Linked DNA regions of Anas platyrhynchos: region 1 is linked to region 2. Evidence: chromatin contacts called from public Hi-C data. All regions are on one chromosome and are shown on one strand. The core of a region is the stretch at or near the end of the contact, and the rest is flanking DNA. Distances in the headings are between cores, read along the strand shown.

Evidence for each region. Hi-C and Micro-C count contacts between places; a contact is called where the count stands out from the background.
Region 1: a Hi-C map of liver shows a contact between it and region 2, with 1.7 times the contacts expected there. The contact joins two enhancer-like sites. A contact is called at or near these places in 4 of 8 Hi-C or Micro-C datasets (F1 follicle, liver, skeletal muscle and 1 more).

Annotation. Positions count from the first base shown.
Region 1 is chr20:1,750,458-1,754,320 of IASCAAS_PekinDuck_T2T, reverse strand. TADA2A (transcriptional adaptor 2A) reads left to right here. Exons shown (of 16, transcript XM_072025948.1): 8 at 61-133. Among named protein-coding and RNA genes, the nearest start is that of ACACA, 8.8 kb to the left of the region's middle. Within about 2 kb of position 1,955, at least 4 of the 8 cell types and tissues checked have an H3K27ac peak or open chromatin away from gene starts, as enhancers often do.
Region 2 is chr20:1,699,259-1,703,240 of IASCAAS_PekinDuck_T2T, reverse strand. The region is part of intron 15 of SYNRG (synergin gamma); the gene reads right to left. Among named protein-coding and RNA genes, the nearest start is that of SYNRG, 27 kb to the right of the region's middle. Within about 2 kb of position 1,665, at least 2 of the 8 cell types and tissues checked have an H3K27ac peak or open chromatin away from gene starts, as enhancers often do.

The sequences.
Region 1 (3,863 bases), core at 706-3,205, 51 kb before region 2:
AAACTTGATACCAGTTTTTTAGTGCTAGCTAGTGACAGTTTATTAATCACTTCTGAACAGGAGTTTGACAACTATGCTGAGTGGGATTTAAGAGATATTGATTTTGTAGAAGATGATTCAGACATTCTGCACGGTAAGTCCCCTGTTTTCATACATTGTTTGAAAGCAATGTTTCACGGTGCATACACAGTGTTTCACTGGGTCTTTTTTCCTCTACATTAGAGCAGCATTTTCCTCTACAGTTAGAGCAGCATTAGTTGTACCTGACGAGGGTTGTTGTGTGAGTTCGCTTACTTCTACTGAGTTTCTGTGGCACCAAATAACAGAAAGTATTAAAATTAGGTTTTAACCCATAGAGAAGTAAAGATCATACTTTTTTCCCACATTTATAAGTACACATAATGTTTAAAAGTACTGTGTTTATGCTTCAGAATTCTTCCGTCTATGTCAGGCTGTTCTCAGCTAAAGTCTTACCACCCTTTGGAGACAGACAAATCCTGTTATGTACAGACAGTCCTTCCAAACTTACAAAATCAGTTTGAAATTTAGCAGCGTACACATAGTTTTAAGGAATGCAAACTCCCTTGGCACAAAAAAGGTTATGAGAATCATACATCAGCCTCTCTTCCCTTTTAACTTTTATTGAAAGGGGAGCTGGCTTTTGCACTTGTCACAGATGCATCGTGCCATCTCTCCACTGTTTTACTATTATTAAAACATATTTTATTGCTTCCATGTCCTATAGGGAGCCCTACTAAACTGGAAAAGCAAAATACTTTCCTAGGTCTACTCATTAATTGTTAGTTTAATGAAGGTGCTGGTTTATCAGCACCTTCTTCCATACCCCTCGCACATTTCTTCCTCCCCCTGCACAATTCAGCCAATTAAGATATCTCCTACCAGCCTCCTGGTTTAAGTTGTAAATCTGACTGCAAAAATCAGCTTTCCTTTTCTGTTCAGAATACCATAAAGCTATGCAGGGCCAGACCAAAGGTCTCTCTAGGTCAGTAACCTGCTAGTATCTCATAGCAGACACACAGAAGAAAGTAAGAAAAGACAAGTACAAGCTGATACTTTTCCTGGTGTATCTTCCAAGTTTCCTGCAGTCATAAATCTAGCAAATTCCTGAGCCACAGGTTGTGTTCAGACCATTTTGGCCAAAGAATCTGTCCTGCATGAACTTAGCTAACTACTGTTGGAACCATATATATATTTGTATTTTTGCCCCCATAACATCCTGTAGCCCTGAGTTGCACAATTGAGTTAGGAGTTCAGTAATTTAATTACATAGTGTGTGAAAAAATACTTCCTTCTGTCTGTCAAATATTTTGCCTGATAATTACATTGGGTGTTCTTTAGTCCATTCTTTAGTTGTCTTGCATATTTAGTACAGAACATCAGGCTTTTGCCTTGTGAAAACTCCATTTGGCAGAGGTTAGGCAGCGTGACCAACTACATATTCGATCTCTTAGCTCAGGGACTTTGGCAGCTTCCTTCCCACAGCTGTTCTGGATCTGCCTACGTGAGAGAGAATGCCTCTACAAAAATGAAGTCGCAGGGTCTAGCCAGCTGTTTTTCTCTTATATGAGGCATCTCAGGGAAGGAAAGAATGCTTTTCTAAAAGAAACTTTGGGATTAGATCTTTGCTTTCTCCAAGCTAGAAGAAAAAAGGAAGGAGCCACATCTCTTTCTGTCCTGCAGTTTTGAAGATCTCAGATGCTGACTTTGCTTGATTCACTGGGAATATTTTGTAACTTAATTGCATGACTTAATACCCTACAAAATGGTTCACCATTTAGATTTGAAGGAAGGGGCGAGTGCTCGGACTGCTTAGGAAATCTTGGCACTTTCTAGTTGCAGACAGAGGAGGTTGCAAGGCAGCCCTGGAGGCGCAAGTTCTGGCAGTCGCTCCCAAGGATGCCTGTCCTGTCTCTCATGTGCCTCACTACCCCAGCCCTGCCCACTGGCAAACTTCTTACACTGCATCTCGCAGAAGTGTCCTTGAAAAGCAGCCCTGTGGCTGTCTTCCACTACACCTGCTTGAGACAAATTCTTTGTTGGCCAAATAGCAAACTTTTTTCCTTCCATAAGATACAAGACAATGGCCGAAATACTCCATGGTATTTATTCTTTTATGTAAGGTTCTGACACACTCTGCAAGTAGATACCCTGTTTGCTTAGGGTCCTGCTTTCCTCCAGGGGGAGTAAATTTGGGTTGTAGCCATGAAGTTTGTCCCAGCCAGGCACACACTGGATACGCAGCCTGTTTGCTTTGATTAGTTTGCATTCTTCCCATTATTTGGGCCTTGCATGCCAAGCAGAGGTTAGTTAGCACAAAACAAAGCTCTCACTCATTAGCATTCAAAAGTTTTTGCAGACCAAATGAGGCTGAAGAGGAATGAAAAGCAAAGAAACTGTTTTGGGCAATGTCTTAAGAAACCAAAATATTTTGATTTTTTGGAACGGAGAAAGAAGCCTTGAATTCCTGCCTATCGCTGGATCCTGCAAAGCCACTCTGACCATCTCACAGAATGGCAACTTATCTTCAGTTACCAGTACAAACAAGTAACTCCCTAGTATAATTCATGGGGGAAAGAGCAGTCAAATCATTTTCGTTCGTACAGTGTCTCTTTTCTCATTTCAGTGCAGCAGGTAACAGTATAATAGTCAGAGTTATTCCTGTATTCCAGATCTTATAATCAGTTGTCTCTTTGTGAATATGTTTATCAAAAACAAAAGGCCCTCCAAAAGTATGTGTGGCAGTAAATACTGTTTTTTTCTGTACATAGAAGTTCCCTTTTTCCCTTAATTTATTCTCATGAATGTTCCTTCCCCTCCCCAGTTGATCGTAATTTCTTTTAGAATATTGTGCACTTAAGTGAAAGCATCAAAATGCAATGGTTATTGGTGCACAATTGCTTGTGATATTTATAGAGGCTCTCCAGTGCAATTTGTGCATGTACTCATTAAATTCTGCCCACACAAACCCCAGAAAATAACATGCTAGCTTAGCTTGCACAGGGTTTAAAAATACAAAAATATTTTCCATAAATTGGCACTGATTCCAACACTTAGTAATATATTTCATTCATGTTTAACTTACTGTATTTCCCGTTCTTTTATCCCCACATTTAAGCAAGAAGGAGAATTCACTACCCATGTCTGCCCTTAAATTAGGAAACTTAAATACCCCTTTATGAAAATACACGGTGGTTCTTGAACACTGCTTTTGAAAGAGACTTCCAAAAAGAAGTGAGAACGTTTGTATTACCCCTCCTGCCTTCGTACATATTTTTTCTCCTAGGTTAACATCAAATCAGTTTTGTATAAATTCAAGACTTTTTTGTTAATACAGGGTCAGCAAGTGTAACTCAAAAGCAATGGCACCTGAGCTGATGTGCACAGCCCTTGGGCTTTCGCCCTGGTTATATGAAATTCTACTACCCAGCAGACTGCTCAGATGAATTGCCTAGAGGCTAAGGGCTTCTTGGTGTTTACACATGAACACATATTTTAGAATAGACACGTAACCGCATAACCACACTTCTTTCTTAATTGCCTTATTCATTATTTATTGGAGAGTCCAATCAATAAACAGCCAGTATCGGTTTTGCTCCTTTCTTGTAACTACAGGAGCAGGGGTGGATTCTGGATTCTGACACATTCTGTCCACCTTTGCTTATGCAGCAGCGGGGGCTGAAAGGGGACATGTTGCTGCCTAGTTTCAAGCAGTTGCATGTTGTCTTTTCAGACTGTAAACCCACTGTCAAGTCTTAAGCCTGCTCCCTCAGGGAGCATACTGAAATGCTTAAAGTAAAGGAAAAAAAAAGCCAACCAACTCTACGCTCATTTAATGACCTAGA
Region 2 (3,982 bases), core at 416-2,915:
CTGGATGGTTTTCATTTGAGCAGTTTTAAAAAGCCCTGCTGGGCTACCTTTGGCATTTGTTTCCCAGCATTAGCGACTGTCAGCTTGGATTAGGCGCTCAGCCGCTGCTCAGGGCCTACGGTCAGAGGGTCCCAAGGCGAAGCAAACACATTCCCTGAGTATCATCCGTGCCGAGGCTCCTGTGAGCGTTAGGGCCTCACCTGGCTGGCAGGCAGGAGGCACAGCTCGGCCTCAGCACAGCCAGGGCAGACCCAGGGCGACATCCCAGCCGCCCTCTTCGCTCAGGGTGGCTGCACCACCTGAGGATTAAGCCCTTTTAACAAAATATTCCACCGACGTTTATTCATTTTACTGGGAGGGGAGAGCACGCCGTGCTTCAGGCTGCTTTCCAGGCACGACCCACATCCACGGCTAATTAAAAAGTCCAACAAGTATACGATATAATGATAGAGCTTGATGGCTACTACAACAAAGAGAAACGTCTCCGTGCAGTGTGTCACCTATCGGAGTGTCCTGAGGGACAGCCTTCACGCAGCTGCTGCCTGTGCAGCTGACAGCACCTCAGTAATAAGCGTTAGCACCTTGAATATACAGGGCAACATTTCAAAGTGCCATTCGAATATTAAATTTGTAGAGCAAGCAGTTTGCAGAAGGGTAAACAGGCGAGATGAAATCACCTGCTCAGGGCAAAACTGAACAGAAACAAGGCTCTGAGGTAAAAAGGAGCTGACTTGCAAGGGATCGGTAATTTATCACAAGAAACCATACCTTGTGCTCTCAAATATAAGGTTTTGTTTAGAGAAGCTAAATGAGAGTTTCACTAGCATTAAAGAGTGCCAGAATCACCTCCAAAATGTTAGCCAACTGTAATTAATCCTGAGATCTTGAAAATACCACAGCGTACCAAGCAACCTTTCCCTTTCAATTTGTGTTGACTTCAAAACCCAGCACAGATTTAAGCATGGCTATTGTCTCAGCGTTCACCAAGGTGTGGCAAGAAAGAGTGATGATCCTGCTGTGAAGATCTGCAAAATCTCGGGTGAATGCTTTCTTTGATAACCGGTAGGAGCTGGAGCTGAAAGCGCATCCTAAAGGAGCAGGTCACTGCATTTCTGCTGACCGATCCTGGCTCGGGGACACGCAGAATCAGTAACAGCATCGGATGGGAGCCCTGAGCTCCCAGCGCTTCCCCTGTAATCCTGGCAGGGAAGGCAGAAAAGGATTTTGTTATTCACAAGCTAATATTTACCATTCTCTACGTGAATTCATGCAGGCATGAAGCCCGCCTCTATAGGTTTAAGGGCTGAGATAAAATGTCACACTTCTCGTCTATGCATTTTATTTGGATTGTTTCACTGATTGCAGAAGTATTACTCTGGGGAATAAACTTTTATGAAAGTATTCTACTACAGGAAAGATGTTGTTCAGATACAAAACGTCTACAGCTAAAGCAGTCCCCAAACAATTTAATAAGTACAAAAAATACAAAGTTCTGCGTGACTGTCTGTAGTTCAAGGTAAAGTAGGTTTTATAAAAAAAGTCTTATTCTATTGCAAAAAAAAACATGCTATATTTAGCTAGGCCATGAACTGTATTTATCATGAGTCAGAAGTTTTGTACAGAAGCACAGTCCTAACCTTTGCCATAGCTGCAGCAGGACGAAAGGCTTACCTAAGCTCTCAGCACATTTGCTGTATAACGACAAGGGGAGCGTTTCTCTTCCCTCGACAGGCAGCAGAGCAACTCGCCACCAGACTAATAAGCGAGGCAGCAGTTTACATGTGAAAAGCACTTCTTGGTTGACCCTAGAGAACTCTTTATGATGTGGGTATCTTTATTACTGGCACAAGATTGTTTTATTAAGCGCTGTTAAGAACTGCTCCTGCAACAGCCTTTTGCTTAAAGACCGCAGATACGTTTAATGAATAAAACCGCTCCAGTTAAAACGCTGCATTTATAACCTCGGATGCAATAAAACCTTCATTTTGCTGTTATGGCAATTCAAAATATAAGAAGATGCATGCGCATCAGAATATTTTTTTCAAAGCGAGACGTGATTATGTGGGAAAAAAGGAATTAAGTCTAAGTATCGCATTTAGCAAAGACACCTGCTATTGAGCTCCTGCCATTTCCTCCGGCAGGAAACTTTCTGTACAAACAGCATCTGAACTGATGGCAAGCATTAAATCTCATCCAAAAAAGAGCAAAGAATAAATCCATACAAATCTCTAAGAAAACGCTTTCCTTTGAGGATATGCAACCTTTTTGGCAAGGTTAAAATTGATTTCTTAGCACCTTCTGGAGAACATGCAGCAGACTGCCCTGTGGAAGCAGGGCAAATATGAAAGGGATGCATCAATGGATTTTAGTGAACTATATCATAATAAAACAGCATTCCTAAGTAACCTTGGTAGCTTTCAGAAACATGAGATTTGAGTTTTGTTATAAAAATCTAAGTGCTCTTACTGCCAGTGCAGTTAGAGCCGCATGGAATTGGCACAGCCAGCCCTGGCGTGACTACAAACACACACCCCGTGAAATACAATGGGCATGGAATCCCAAACCGCTTAAAGAGGGGTCAGGGAGGGAAGGGGGTGTGCGTGTCCATAAAAATCCAAGTCGGATCCATTCAAATATCACATAACCACATTTTTCTTTTTCCTTAAAAAAATATTTTCTAGCAAACCAAGAATGGAAAGAGTGATCTTCACAGAGTCGTGCTGGAGCGCTGGAAGTTTCTGAAAGCTTTAGAAGCAAAACCCAGTTCGTATTTCATCCAGTGCAGAGGGTTTGAAATATTTACCCTTTCCTTCCCACCTAGTTTGAACTACCAAAGCCGTGCTCCCTGCTCCACGTTCAGCCTGCCTGAGGATCACCTGGGGCTGGTACTGCTGCTGGTGCTGAGCGGTGCACGAGGAGCTGCCAACCAGAGCTTGGGAGAATACTGACAGGGTGAGATACAGGTAAAACACCATTTTATACATTATCTAATCTACAGAAGACTTTGCCATCCTTCATTTGAGCCAACTATAACAATGTATTGCAGCTATCAAGGATCAAGTTATGCCTGGAGGCAATTTACAAGCTGGAGTCTTCCACGTCAACAGTTCAATCATTTAAAGAAACCTTTGACAGAGTTAGTTAGTTTAACAACAACGAAAAAATGCAATTCTCAAGATTGTATCATATACTTAGTGATTATAAGCCAACACAGGAGGGTTTCACTTTTCAATATTTCAGTTTATATTCAACTCTAATGAATAAATGCAACTCGCACCATGCTTGGGGTGGTTGGGTGATGCAGGATGCTGCTCCTGGTCCTAGCAGCACAGCATCAGTGCCCCAAAACCCAGCCCAGCTCCTACACCAGCACCGTTACCAGCAAGAAGCCCCGAGACTGACGGGTGGCAGGCACCAGCTCCGGACCCCTTCCAAGGAAGAGACCCCTGAAAAGGGCCAGGATGAGAATTGTAGGAGAACAGAGCTCGTACTGCTGCTGTCTGTGCCCTGCTTGCCAGCAATCAGAGAAATGCAAAGCCCGTTTCTCAGCTGCTGAAGTCCACAACAGCTTCAATTGCCCCAGTGCAATTCCATTGAAAGGCAGCACCCAGCACTGCTGGAGAGGAAACCCTTCAAACCTTGTGGAATGAAAGCCCTTGCTAATTATTTTCCTGTTATCACGATGAACGTTGTTTCACAGCAGAATAGAGACCCTCTGAACGTGCATGGGGAGCAGGAGCCAGCTCAGTTCGACCCTTCGGGAGCCAGGACAGAGCTGCAAGGAGTTGCTGGTGCCTCTGTGCCTTTTGCTCGGCTTCAGAAGACCACAGATACCTTCCCTTGGTGGGAACCTTTGCAGGATAAACAAGTCTTTTACATCTCTTCTATTTGCAAGCATGTGAATTTGACTGTCAAGCCTGGACAAAAATGTATTAAAGCAGTCGTGAACATTACTTTCCTCCTCCAGGTATGATTAGCTGAA